2 separate regions of the Sus scrofa genome follow, and region 1 is linked to region 2. The links are chromatin contacts, called in public Hi-C maps. All regions are on one chromosome and are shown on one strand. The core of a region is the stretch at or near the end of the contact, and the rest is flanking DNA. Distances in the headings are between cores, read along the strand shown. Region 1 holds the start of LRRC32 (leucine-rich repeat-containing protein 32). Region 2 holds the start of EMSY (BRCA2-interacting transcriptional repressor EMSY).

What was found. A called contact is a pair of places that touch in the nucleus more often than the background predicts.
Region 1: a Hi-C map of liver shows a contact between it and region 2, with 3 times the contacts expected there. The contact joins the promoter of LRRC32 here to the promoter of EMSY in region 2. A contact is called at or near these places in 4 of 47 Hi-C or Micro-C datasets (heart right ventricle, liver, mesenteric adipose tissue and 1 more).

What each region holds. Positions count from the first base shown.
Region 1 is chr9:10,813,449-10,819,714 of Sscrofa11.1, forward strand. LRRC32 (leucine-rich repeat-containing protein 32) reads right to left here and starts at 2,444. Exons shown (of 3, transcript XM_003129671.4): 1 at 1,957-2,444.
Region 2 is chr9:10,625,524-10,632,054 of Sscrofa11.1, forward strand. EMSY (BRCA2-interacting transcriptional repressor EMSY) reads left to right here and starts at 2,530. Exons shown (of 20, transcript XM_021062538.1): 1 at 2,530-2,852; 2 at 4,567-4,675. The coding sequence starts at 4,606. It overlaps LOC102163793 (a long non-coding RNA gene), which reads right to left and starts at 2,446. Exons shown (of 3, transcript XR_001298634.2): 1 at 2,011-2,446.

The DNA.
Region 1 (6,266 bases), core at 1,194-3,693, 190 kb after region 2:
ATCAGGGGTCTGGGAGGCGGGGCTCACTAAAGATCTATGGGACAATTAGCAAAGCCAGGGTTAGGTGTGCACGGCAAAGGGCGGAGTGGGAAGTGCAAAGTGCAAGAAACGAACAAGGAAGGACCTGGAGCAGTTCGGAACTTGAGGGCATCGCTGCCCAAAGGGGCCCTCCTTTTCCCCTCCTCTGCCTAATTCCACCCTAGCCCCAAGGCGGGCATCTGAGCATCCAGGAGGGACCCTCCCTGCAGCAGGTGGAACTCCGCCCTGCCATCTGACAGAGAGAGAAGGCCCGTGGCTGCGGGCACCCTTCATCAGCACCCAAGACACAGTGCCTAGAATCTGAAGGCTCAGAGGGAGGACTGGGGTCCCTGAGACCCAGGCTCCCATCCAGCCTCTACTGCTCACCAGCCCTGCTCCCTGGGCCAAGTCCCTTCACGTTTCAGTGCCTCAGTGTCCCATCTGCAGGGCAAGGAGCCTGGTTCCTGTTTTGCCACCTTTTGCTGCCAATGGTTGTGATAATCAAGCCGAGAATGGCTGTGAACATGCCCTGGACATATATTGTGTCTCCCAGCGGGGACAAACCCTTGGGCTGAGCCGCCCAGACAAGGAGAGAAAGGCTGAAGGGGAGACCCCAAGCCTGAAGACAAGTGGCCCAGAAGAGAGGAGGCAGGGGACATCCTAGAAGCCTGAACTTCAAGAGAGAGAGAGAGAGAGAGAGACACGAGGGGGAGAAATGGGGTGGGGGCGATGCCTAATACCACACTAAGCCCACTCCTACTGTTTAAGGACGTTAGACACTCCTCTAAGCACGTGACCCGTATCATTTCATTTCACTCTCACAACTCCAATGAAGTAGTTACTACAATTTCCATTTTACAGATGAGAACACTGAGGCTCAGGAAGGCGAAGTGACTTACCCCACAGTTACCCAGCTCATAAGCCTGATGGGATTCAGCCCAGGCCTACATGGCCCCAAGGCTGTGTTTTCTCCAGCCCAGGCTGAGCTGCCTGCCCCAACAGTATCTGCCCATGAGGAAAACCAGGCTCGGAGAGGTGACTTACCCAAAGTCACACAGGCAGGAAATGGCAGAATCGGGAGTAGAATCCAGTCTGTCTGCCTCCAGAGCAAATGGTTCCACAACACCAGGCCCAGATCTCACTCCCCAACCCCCTCTAATGATCCTCTAACCTCAACACACACACACACACACACACACACACACACAGGCTCACGGGGCTGGGCTCTGGGACACGCCTCTCCCACCTCTCAGCTCCGATCACCGGCAGAGTGGGGTCCTGGGAGAGCTGCTGCTGCCGGTCCCACCAGGCAGTGAATCACTAAGGGCAAGGCCCATTCTGGAGACATGTGCAACCCACGGGGGAATTAGACCTTAACCCAAAGGAATGTGGCTGTGATGGCGGAATTTCAGGCAGCTGAGGGTGGGGGCGGGGGTCCCTCACATCCTACCACCCAGGAAGACGGCTGGCTGCGGAGCCCCTTGGAGAGAGGTGGGTGCCCCGCCCCCCCCACCGCCCCCCACATCCCAGAGACAGGCAGGCTATCTGGTGCGGTGGAATGGGAAGACCACGTCCGGCCAGGGTCAGAGGGTGGGCCGAGGCCGGGATGCGAACCCTGAACCTCCCCGGACTCGCCGTGTGTTCCCTGGGCAAGGGCCGGCCTTTCTGCAGTTGTTTTCCCATCTGTCAAATGGGACCGCCAGCCTCGTCGTCCTTCGCGGGACAGATCTGCTGAGCTAGGAGCCTCGGAGACGTCAGGGGCCGAGGGAGGTTCAACCCTGGCTCCACGCGCGACGCAGGGGACCGCGATAGGAGGGGCCTGTTGGGGATCAGCGTCTGGGTGGACTTGCCCCAGCTCTGCTCCGCGCCCTGGGCTCCTGAGGGGCGCGGGACCGCGGGTTCCCCGAGGGCCAGCCTCGCCCGCCGGGCGGCTCCTACCTGGCTCAGCGCGGCCGCCGCTCCTCTCCCGGGCAGCCCCGGCACATTTTGCGCGAACCCGCCCGCCCCCCGCCCCCCGGCTCCACCCCGCGCCAGACCCCGGGGTCACGGCCCGAGGAGGTGCACAGCCAGTCCACCGCCCCACGGGAGCCCGACCCGCGAGGGGGCGGCTCGGGCTCCAATTTAAATAGCTCTCCCGCCGACCCGCCCCACCACGCCCCCCCTCGGGCCAGCCGCGGGGTCCTAGCGCCCGCCCGGCGCGCCCCCGTGACTCGGTTTATCCGGACCCCGCCAGCGGGAGAAGCATTTTCCAGAAGCTGAAACCCGGCCGGGGAGGGGGCGGGATCCGAGGGCGGGGAGGGAGAGGGGTCGCTGAGGAAGCGCAGACCGAGAGAGGCCGAGCCCGGCCACCACCGCACGTGCAGGTCGGGGCCCCGCGGGGTCCGGGGGGCGGGTGGCTCTGGGAGCCGCAGGTCCGCAGAGGAAATCCGCCCTGGCCCCGATTTCCCCCGGCCCGGTAGGCGCCGCCGCACTGAGGGGGGAGCACACAGGAGAGGTGCCGGCAGCGCCGAAGGCGGAAGGAAATGACCTTTCACTGGCCCTGGGGTGGCCGCAGAGGGGGTTCCCCACACCGCAGCCACCCCACCCCACCCCGCCCCGGGAGATCCAGGCCCGTCACTTCTCCTCTCTGGATGGTGCTCTAGGGCCTAGACCCGTCCTCCTCCTCCCCGTCTCCCGGTTCTGTGAAAAGGTGTCACCAAAGTCCCCAGAATCCAGATGGAGAAACAGGCCAGGGAGGGGCATGGCGAGGATAAATAAAAACCAGTGCCAGGGTCTGGGGAAACTGAGTCCAGCGAGGTTAAATGGCTTATGCGAAGTCACACGGATTCTAAGAGACAGGGATTTCAACCCAGTCTGTCCCCAAAGCTAAGGCCAGGCCAAAGTGGGGGCCCTTTTCCAGGCACCATCTTTCTCAGGTTGGCTCAGAGCGCTGTGCAAAAGCAGCCCCGGTGGCATCATTCTTTTACACCAGAAGCTGAGGGTCATCTTCCCCAAAGCCACCCCCTCTCCTACAGGCCATGGCCCTACCAAATCTAGCTACCGTGCCCTGCTGGGTGGGGCCCCCTGGTAGGGGTGCCTAGGGGCGGAGGGGCACAGCTGTCCTCCAGTCCTCCAGACCTAGTTCCGAGGGCAGAAGAGAAATTGTCTTCCTCGATGTCTCGCTTCCCTGATGGTCACAGCCCTGAGGGTGGCACAGGTGCCCCACTTTACAGTTGGGAAGTTGGCCACCCAAAGCCTTGTGGTAAATCGGGGTGAAGCTGGACTTAGAAACTGAGGTCCCTGAACTCTAGATGGCAGCTGCCTTTCGTTGTCGCCCCCCGCCCCAATCTGGCTTAATGTGGAGGACAAGCCTGGGAAGATGGGCACAGCCCAGAGCAGGGCATCTGTGATAGCTGGGAGGGGCCTGAGCTGCAATGAGGGCCAGGGTAGGAAAGGTTGCAGGACCTGGGAAGGGTGCACCCCCCCAACCCACAGGTTCTAGATCTAGAACTTCAGATCTAGGCTGAGGGAGGGCCCCTCTGGCCTTTGCAACCCTCTCTCTGGGCTTTAGTGCTCATCTGGTCAAAGGAAACCTCAGTTTCCCCATCTGTAAAGTGGGTAAGATGGTAGCTTCTTCCCTGGTACTAAGAATAGTCCCAGAACTAAGAATAACGGACCTCTCGCTGTCTTTATTGCAGCGAGATTCCTCTGCCACACCCTGGAGGCTTCCTTTTCCAGATCCTTGTCCAAGGGAAGCACTTCGTGGTAGTCCTGCAGCGCGGGCAGAGCATGGCTGAGTTGGAGTCGACAATTCCCGGCCTCTCGGGACCAACCCACCCCCTGCCCCCCAGCCCATCAGCGCCACCTCACTCTCTTCTGAGCTGCTGCCAAGCAGAAACCGCTGGGCTGGTGCAGAGCTTTGGCTGGGGTAGGGCGGGGCAGGGGCTCTGGCGGGCTGGGGGTTGGGGGAGCAACCGCCTCCCCGCACCGCCCCCCCCAGCCTGTGGTTGTGGTTAGTCAGTTCACAGAGGTCCACCTCACTCAGTGCCTGGATGGGGCACCCCAAGAGTTGGAGACAGATGGGCAACCAAGCGTACCTACCCGCTGCAGATGCCTCTTGGGACTGGGGGCTGAAAGCGGGAACCCCACGTGCTCAGCGCCCCTTCCTTCATCTCTTCGCTTCTTCAGCAGTCAGGTTGCTGTGTGACTTTCAGCAGGTTGCTTGATCTTTCTGACCTCGGTTTGCAGATCTGCAACGTGAAACTCATAATAGTACCTGCTTCCCAGCTTGCTGGGGAGGCGAAATGCAGCAGCGAGCATAATAAATACCTCGTCCGGGGCCTGGCCTGTGGTCCTTGCTCAGGGAACCGGGTTTTCCTTCCCTGGCAGCTTTCAGAATAAAAGCATCCAGGACCTACCCTTGTGGTGCTCCCAGACCAGATGGGAGGCAGACAAGAACATAGGATGATGGAGTCCAGAGGCTTCAAAGACCAAGTCCAGGCATCAGAACCTGATCTGAAGAGGGAACCGAGCAGGGTGAGATTTGCCTGGTGGCCCTGCGGAGGGTAGCTTTCTTTTAAAGGCCACCAAGGCCTGCTTTCCATCCAATGTTGCTTAGCTCCTGCTCGCACCCATCAGGGAGGGGGCATTCTCCTGGACAGCCAGCAATGGGCAGCTCATCTTCCCTGTGTTGGTATTTTTGTGAAAATGCTTCCGCTCATTCATGCATCTGTCAGTGAAGCTAGGAGACAACTTTTCCTGTGTCTTGAGAACCTGAGCTGAGAAAACCCTCTCAGGCACCCAGGCAGGCTCGAGGTGCCTTGGGAGGGTTTCTCAGGCCAGGATGACACCCAAGCATCTCCAGTAAGAGTGAGTGACCCAGGAAGGCAATGTTGTACACATCCTGTGTGACCTTGGACAAGTCACTAAACCTCTCTGAGCCTTGCTGTCCTTATCGAACTGTAGAAAAGAGTGGGAAGGATCATGGCCCCCTGGACACCACCTCGGGTTCCACTGCTCTTTGCTGAACACCTACTGGGGGCCAATCCTTCATCTCATAAGGTAAATCAGGATAAAGATAGCCCCAGACAGCCTCAGATGCCTTTAGTCTCAATTACTGACTAGGAAACTGAGGCTCAGAGAGGTTAAGTAACCAGCCCGAGTCACACAGCTTTGGAGCCAGGAATTGAACCTGGGTCTCCGGGACTCCCAGGCCAGATCTCAGTGCAAGGATGTGGCTCCCCTCCCTCCCTGCCCCTATTTAGCCCCTCTGCGGGCCCCTGGGAGTCTGGGAGTTCCCTCATCAGCCCCTTTTGAGGCCCTGCCTTCTGGGGCAAAACCCTGGGTTCCCCAGGTCTTCTCCTGCCCGTCTTCCCTTGCTTCCTAGGGCAAGACCTTACCAGCTCTGGGCCACCTTCTGGGGGGACAGTAGGATGGGACAGCGAAGGTTGCTAGGTGTCAGCTGGGGGAGTTTGTGAGCCGAAAAGCACCGCTGGGCGCCTGGGGAAACAAACGCTGATAGAGAGACGGGTGGGGCGTCCCTTCCTCCGAGGACCGGCTTTCGTGTTTCATGGGAACGATGCGGGCTGGTGGGACCAGGCGTGGTGCCAGGTACCGTCCTTGAACCGCCTCCTCCTCACAGCCAGCCAACCAAAGGGGGACTATCGTGGCCCCCCTTTTACAGAAGAGGGACGGAGGCTCAGAGGGATCCTCGGTCTTGCCCGCAGCCACACAGCTAATAGGGCACGGCTGCCATTGCCATCAAGCCCTCGGATGTCTGGGCCCTCCTGAATAGCCAGCGACTGGCTTGGCTGATTTTCTGTTCTCAGCGGGGGCACAAGGCACCCCCTCGTTAGGTGCTTGGAGCCATCAATTCGGGGAAAGCGGGTGCTGGTAAAGCCCTGGGTACCCTTGATTGCCACACAGGAGGCTCCTGCTCTGAATCTGGCCAGTGATAACCGGAGCTGAGGAGGCTGGAGGCTCCCCGAGGCCCCCAGGGAAGGGCGGGGGGTGTTAGGTGAGAAAATTCGAGACCGGGTGGAGCAGGCAGGACAGGATCAGAAGCGTCTCCACAGCTTGACTGTGCTGCGCTGTGGACCATGAAACCACAGCTCTCTGCACTGCTCAGGCTGCTGGGAACCTGGGGGTTTGTCCCTTTGCACCACACACAACTTTTTCATCTGTTTTAACCATTTGAAGGTGAACCTCGAGGTACCCTTTTCCTGATGACCCGGGGTTATCAGGATGGGCTTTGCTTGGGGTCCGTGACG
Region 2 (6,531 bases), core at 1,280-3,779:
TGCCTCATCAAGCTATTGTGGAGATTAAATAAGTTTATGTAATAGCATCTGGAACAGAGAAAGCCCTAGGTAAGTATTAGCTTTTATTCTTAAGTGCTAGGCACAAGAGTACGCAGACCTGGCTTCTCTCCTTACGGAGCTCACTTTCCGGTCAGAAAGATTTGCAGAGAGTTCCTGTCGTGGCTCAGCAGAAACATATCTGACCAGTATCCATGAGGACACAGGTTTGATCCCTCGCCTTGCTCAGTGGGTTAAGGATTCAGCATTGCCGTGAGCCGTGGTGTAGGCTGCAGACGGGGCTCAGGCCTGGCATTGCTGTGGCTGTGGTGTAGGCCGGCAGCTACAGCTCTGATTCGACCCCTAGCCTGGGAACCTCCATATGCTTCAGGTGCAGGCCTAAATAGACAAAAAAGAAAAAAAAAAAAAAAAAAAAAAGGAAAGAAAGAAAGATTTTCAAACAAATGACCATAACTCAAATGTTCTGAGTTCTGTAATAAGATGTACAGTTAAGTGGTATAGGAGCAGTGGCAAGAATACTTGTCTCATCCTAGAAGGAAAGGTGGGGCAGGATAATATGCTTGAGGGTAAGGTTTGAGTCTGATCCTTAAATAAGAAAATTTAATGGTGGAAACGTTTGGGAATATGGAAAGTCAGAGGCAGCCTGGGAAAGACAGTTTCTGGCTGCAAAAGACAAATATGGTTACAAGGAAAGGGAGGCTGTGTGGTAGATTAGAGGCAGCAGTTGATGCCAGAGCATGTTCACTTGAGGGTCTGTTAGAAATACAGGACCTTAGGCCCTACTCAATCAAAAGGTGTCCCTTGTTTTATTTTTTTTGGCCACACTCGTGGTCCGCAGAACTTCCTGGGTCGAATCTGTGCCACAGCAGTGACAATGCCAGATCCTCAACCCACTGAACTCCCCGAGATGTGTACTTTCACAAAACACGCAGCTGGTTCTTTGAAGTTTTGAGAACCACAAATCTAGAGCAGACTCTAGAGCCAAACTGCTTTGGTTTAAATCCCAGGTTTACAACTTACTTATAATGGGTAGCTTCGGGCAAGCTTTTTAACCTCCTTTCTATACCTCAGTTTCCTCATTTGTAATTAGAGAACCTAGTTTCTCCCTCATAAAGTTGTTTTAAGGATGGAATGAATTAATACTTGAAATGCTTAAAAGAGTACTTGGCATTTAGCAAGCCCAAGAATAAGCTATAATACTTCTTGGCTCACACACTACTTATTATGGTCAGGGTCAGTTTTATCTTTGGAAAGCAGCCTGTCTTTCCATTTCTACTCCACTACCTGTCACCCTGACATTCGTCTTAGAGGAAGACACTTGAAGTCAGAAGACCGGGGATTATAAAGCCCAATTCTCTTCAATTCCCAGCTTTGTGAAATTTGGTGAATTCTTGACTATCTGTGTTTTTCGCATTCATAGTAGGGGGTACTCTGAATTATACCTGCCTCACTAAGATACTATGAGCCTCACCTCAAACAACGTATGTTAAACTATATTAAAGTTTCATTCACCATCTTTCCAAAAGTTCTTAACAATAACCACTTTCCTGGGCCTCAGAAAAGATTTTTAGCTAATGAGCAAATAGCACACAAATGCTGTTATTTATTTTCTCTTCGTAATTTACATCTCCATTCAAGTACAGCCTCACGTTTGTACAGTGGTCCAAAATTGAAAAACAATTTTCTCCTACGCTGTACCTCACAACATCCCCATAGGATAATATTAACCCAATATTTTACAAGAAAACACTCCTTCCCACTTGAACATTTTTTTAGAAAAATCAGATTCGATGTTATGTACAAAATTACAAGGGCGGGCAGTCACAACACTCGAATGGACCTTCAACAATAGCAGGCACTGGCTTCGATCTTTGGCAGCCATTAACTATATACTGGACCCTTTTTTTTCATCTGTAAAATAGGAGCGACAATACCCTCTTCACACACTTGTTCTGTAGTTAAATAAGAACAAAGGCTGAAGAGTGAACCTACCACGCCGCAGAGCCTCAAACAAATGCCTTTGCCTTCTTGCCTCTGACAGATAGAGCACTAGCATTCCCACTGGACACGGGTTGAAACCCGAAGTCGAGAACGCTCGAATTGTCCTTCTCCACTTGCAATTCCGCGCCCCCTCCAGATCGGGTCCGCGCCACTAGGTTGTCCACGGTGACACGTCTCGTAGCGTGGATTCTCTCTCCTCCAGCTGCGGCTGGCGGGCCTGGAAGCCGCTTAGAATTGCTCCCAAGCCGCTGAGGAATCCGATCCTAACCCTATACGGCCATACCGGCACGAAGCTGCTTTCCCACTGCCCCTAACACCCCCCCACCAGGGTAAAGGTCGCGGGAAAACCTCAGCTCCATCCGCCGACGCCATCTTGACCGGTACGTGTGACGCCACACGTAGCGGAGAGCGCAGCCCATTGGCTCAGAGATCGCAGCGGAGGAGAGGCGCGAGAAGCGGCGAGGAGGGGTTGGAGAAGACGCCAGGGAAACTACAATCCCAGCCTTCCTTGCGCGTGCGACTGCACTCTGAGAGCGAAAGAGGAGGGCGTTTGGCCTCGGACCACAACTCCCAGCACTCCCTGCGAGGTCTCTCCTTTCCTTTCAAAACCTGGAGGAAAAGAGGGACGCGGAGAATGGAGGCCTTCTGGTGTCCGTTCTCCGAAAGGCGGGAAAGGCAAACTACACCTCCCGACTGGCAGCGCGCCGCTGCGCCTGCGCCCTGATACCTGTCGCCATCTTGCCCCTTCTGAGGCACCGCAAACAAACCCAATTCCTGGTGTCCCCTAGTTTTGGCGGAGGAGCCTTTTAGATGAGCCCAGAAAGGCCGGGCAGGTGAGTGACTCTCAGACAGGGCGCTGGGAAGAGCTGGCAGGGTAGCCAGTCTGGAGGAGCGCCGGACCAAGCAGTCGGAGCCCGGCTTGGGGTGGCCAGTCCCATCCTCCGTTGTCTCCTAACGGGATCGTGGGGCTCCCCGAGGTGGGCTGAGGGGGGCTCTGGCACGCCTGGTGCTGGGATTGCGGGGGTCCAGCTCTGGGAGCCTCCCGGTAAGTCTCGGTCGTCTGCCTGGCTGTCCGAGCGTCCACTGTTTCTTTCCGTTGTCCTCTGTGCTGAGGAGGGAGCGAGGCGCTGATGCCTCCCGGGGCCCCTGCCTCCGGCTACTGGTCCTGCGAGGACTTGGGTCGCAAGCTTGACATTGAAGTGGGTACTGAGTGGCATCGGTGAGGAGGGTGGGCGGGCTGCTCTTGTTGTGGTGCTGCGGGAGTGAGTGCGTGTTTGGGGAGGGGGCGGGGCGGGCTTGCCTCCTTGACACTTGAGTAAGGGGAAGGATTAGATAGGATTCGGGTTCCCGGAGCCCGCTCCGGGAACCTCTGCCCAGGTCTCCAGTGCGGTCCGGCCCCGCGGTGGGGTCCGCCGGCGGGGACGCGTCGGGATGCCGTGACGTGGTGCTTGATTCCGGCGGTCGCCGGCCGCCTCCAAGATCCTGTCGGGAGGCGGGGACTGGCTTGTGGAGGGAGCGGATTCCTTTGGCTCTGCCCCTTCTTCCTCCTCCCCACCCCTTTTCTTTATGTCATTCTGCCGACTGGGGCGCGCAGTCCTGTTCTCCTTGCCCTGGGTTGGTTCTCAGCTCAGAGGACTATGGGAAGTAGGGGGAGGGGGTTCAACTCCAGGCATGGAGTTGGAGTTGCAGCCCCAGCGCCAGGAACGGGATGTAGCAGTTATTTCGGGTCGGTGCTTGACTCCTAGAATAGGTAGTGAGCTCGCTCAGGCATGCATGCATGCATGCATTCATTCATTCAGGTTACTCGCTGTTCTCAATCATTCATTTATTTGTTTAACAAATATTTATCGCGGATCTACCGTATGCTAAGCAGGTATTATGCAAGCGCCCAGCGCTGTTGTCTTTTTCTCTACACCAAGGAATTCCCAGTGCCAAGTTCCTGACATCTAAATGTTTGGTAAATGGTTTTTTTTCTTTTTTCTTTCTTTCTTTCTTTTTTTTTTTTTTTTAAGCTTGCGGGGTGTAAATTCATCTTTCATTGTTAGGATTTGAGAAAATACTTTATTAAGTTCCAATAACCCGCTTAACATCCTAGGAACTTGACATATTTTTTTATCATGTAATTCAGTGAGAATGCCTGCAGAAGTGACTTGCCCAAGATTACAAAAGTAGTGGCACCTATTTATTAAATAATGAGCTAGACACTAGGATAAGACCTTCACATACACTGGTCTTTAATATTCATAATAAACTAAGTGGTAAAACCTCAGTTTTGCAGATGTGAAAACTTAATCATCAGATAGGCCAATTTACCCAGGACCACACAGCTGGTAAACTGAAAACTTGAACTAGAACCTAGAGTGATAGGCTGGAATAGTGAGCTCCCAGGTGGTTAAATTCTTCATTTGTCAGAAGTTGGAAAGGGCGGTGGTGAAATAGGATTGTGAGCTATTCTTACTGGTTTTGCTTCTTAGTGTGTAGATCTCCAGGTTGAGTGGCCTTTTGCATATACTTTCATAATTCGAATTTTTGGTTTTGTTTTGCTAGGGAAGACAAGCTCTTTGGGGCTACCAAAAAGAAGCAACAATGCCTGTTGTGTGGCCAACACTTTTGGATCTCAGCAGGGATGAATGCAAAAGGATTCTTCGAAAATTGGGTATGATTTTCATTTTCGCTGTTTTCTGCCATCCTGTGGTCCTTTTCCCTATCAGTCTGGGTCATGGCTGCCTGTGTGGATGTCATGTTTCATGCTGTGTTAGAAATGCTTTGGAGGTATAGTTCTTGTCTTACTTCATTGTTACTTCCCCATTGCCCAGCATAGTGCCTTGTATACAGTAGATGCATGAATCCTCATCATCATCGTAATAGCAGTTGAGTGTCCTTGAGGCTGCTGGGCCGTCCTGAGTCCTTTGCCTTCAGCATCTCATTTAATCCTCACTCAAACCAAAAAGATAGGATTTTTTCTTTTTTTGTCCCCATTTTACAGTTTTGAGTCCAAAGAAATTCTGAGAGTAAGTCATAACATCAGGCTTTCAACTCAGGGAATAGGATTCCAGCCTCACTTTGACGTACTTTTAACCTTCATGAATGTATGTGTGCGTTACATCCTGTTTCTAAATTTTAAATTAACAAGCTATTCTGACTTTCCCAAATTATATTTTACTGTCAGTAATAAAACACATTTTATGCTTGTAATGAATTATTTAGTACTTCTTTTCCTTTAAAGCAGCCTTACTTAACTAGCGTTTAGGGAGAGAATTAAGCCTTAATGCTAAAGCATCCATTGTATGTAATGAACTAACTTTTCTTCATGCATCTAGAATGATATGTTATGTATTTTCCCGGAGAAAATTGAGGAAAAAAGTTACATCGTTTTGGTATTCTGTGGTTCAAATGAGAGTTCTTTGTTAAGAAACGTAGACTTACTAGTGATGTAGGCAGGTGGCTACAACTCTGACTTGACTCCTAGCCTGGGAACTTCCACATGTTGCAAGTGAGGCCCTAAAAACACACACGCAGAGTTCCCGTTGTGGCTCAGTGGTTAACGAATCCGACTAGGAACCATGAGGTTGCTGGTTTGATCCCTGGCCTCAATCAATGGGTTAAGGATCTGGCATTGTTGTGAGCTGCGGTGTAGGTCGCAGATGCGGCTTGGATCTGGCGTTGCTGTGGCTGTGGTGTAGGCCGGCGGCTGCAGCTCCAATCAGACCTCTAGCCTGGGAACCTCCATATGCTTCGGGTTCTGCCCTGGAAAAGACAAAAAAAAAAAGAAAAAACAAACACACACACACACATACACACACGAAAAGAAATAAAAACAATGCAGCCTTAGACTGTAAGGTCCAAGAAGGACCTTTTTGTCTTATTTTCCACTGTAATTTCAGGCCAGCACATGGTAGGGCTCAGTAAGTGAAAAAGTAATTTGGAAAAGAACATTAAATGTTTTGGCAGTGGGTATGAATTATTTAGATAACTATGATTTTGAAGGGGCAAATGTGGACCTTTAATTCAGACAGACGTGGGGTCTTGGTCCTGTTACTAATGACCCACATGATCCAAGGGCAAGTTGTTTAATCCCCTTTAATCTGTTGGCACTTTCGTCAATGAAGGATAGTAATATCTGCCTCGAAAGTTTGTTATGTGCATTAAGTGTATATAAAAAGGGCCTATCACAGTGCCTGATATGAGTATATGTAGCCTTTTAAAGCAGTTGCATTCAGACATTTATTTGTAGGTGAATCTTCACAGGAAGTCTTTGTTGGGAATTTCTATGAATAAATCTGAATCATAGCTACTCTGGCCCTGCTTGCTGGTAACTTTTGCCCTTTTTATTTCTCCTTAGGCTGCTATGAGGATATCTATACTTTAAACTACTTTTTAGCTTTATATTTTAGCATGTCTAGAGAGGGTTTTTTTTGGGGGGGGTAGTTGGTCAATTATTCCTTTATTATGCATTTTTTCTTTAACCTTATATCCAAACTTTTAGTGCTATTCAAGGATTTTTTAAAATGC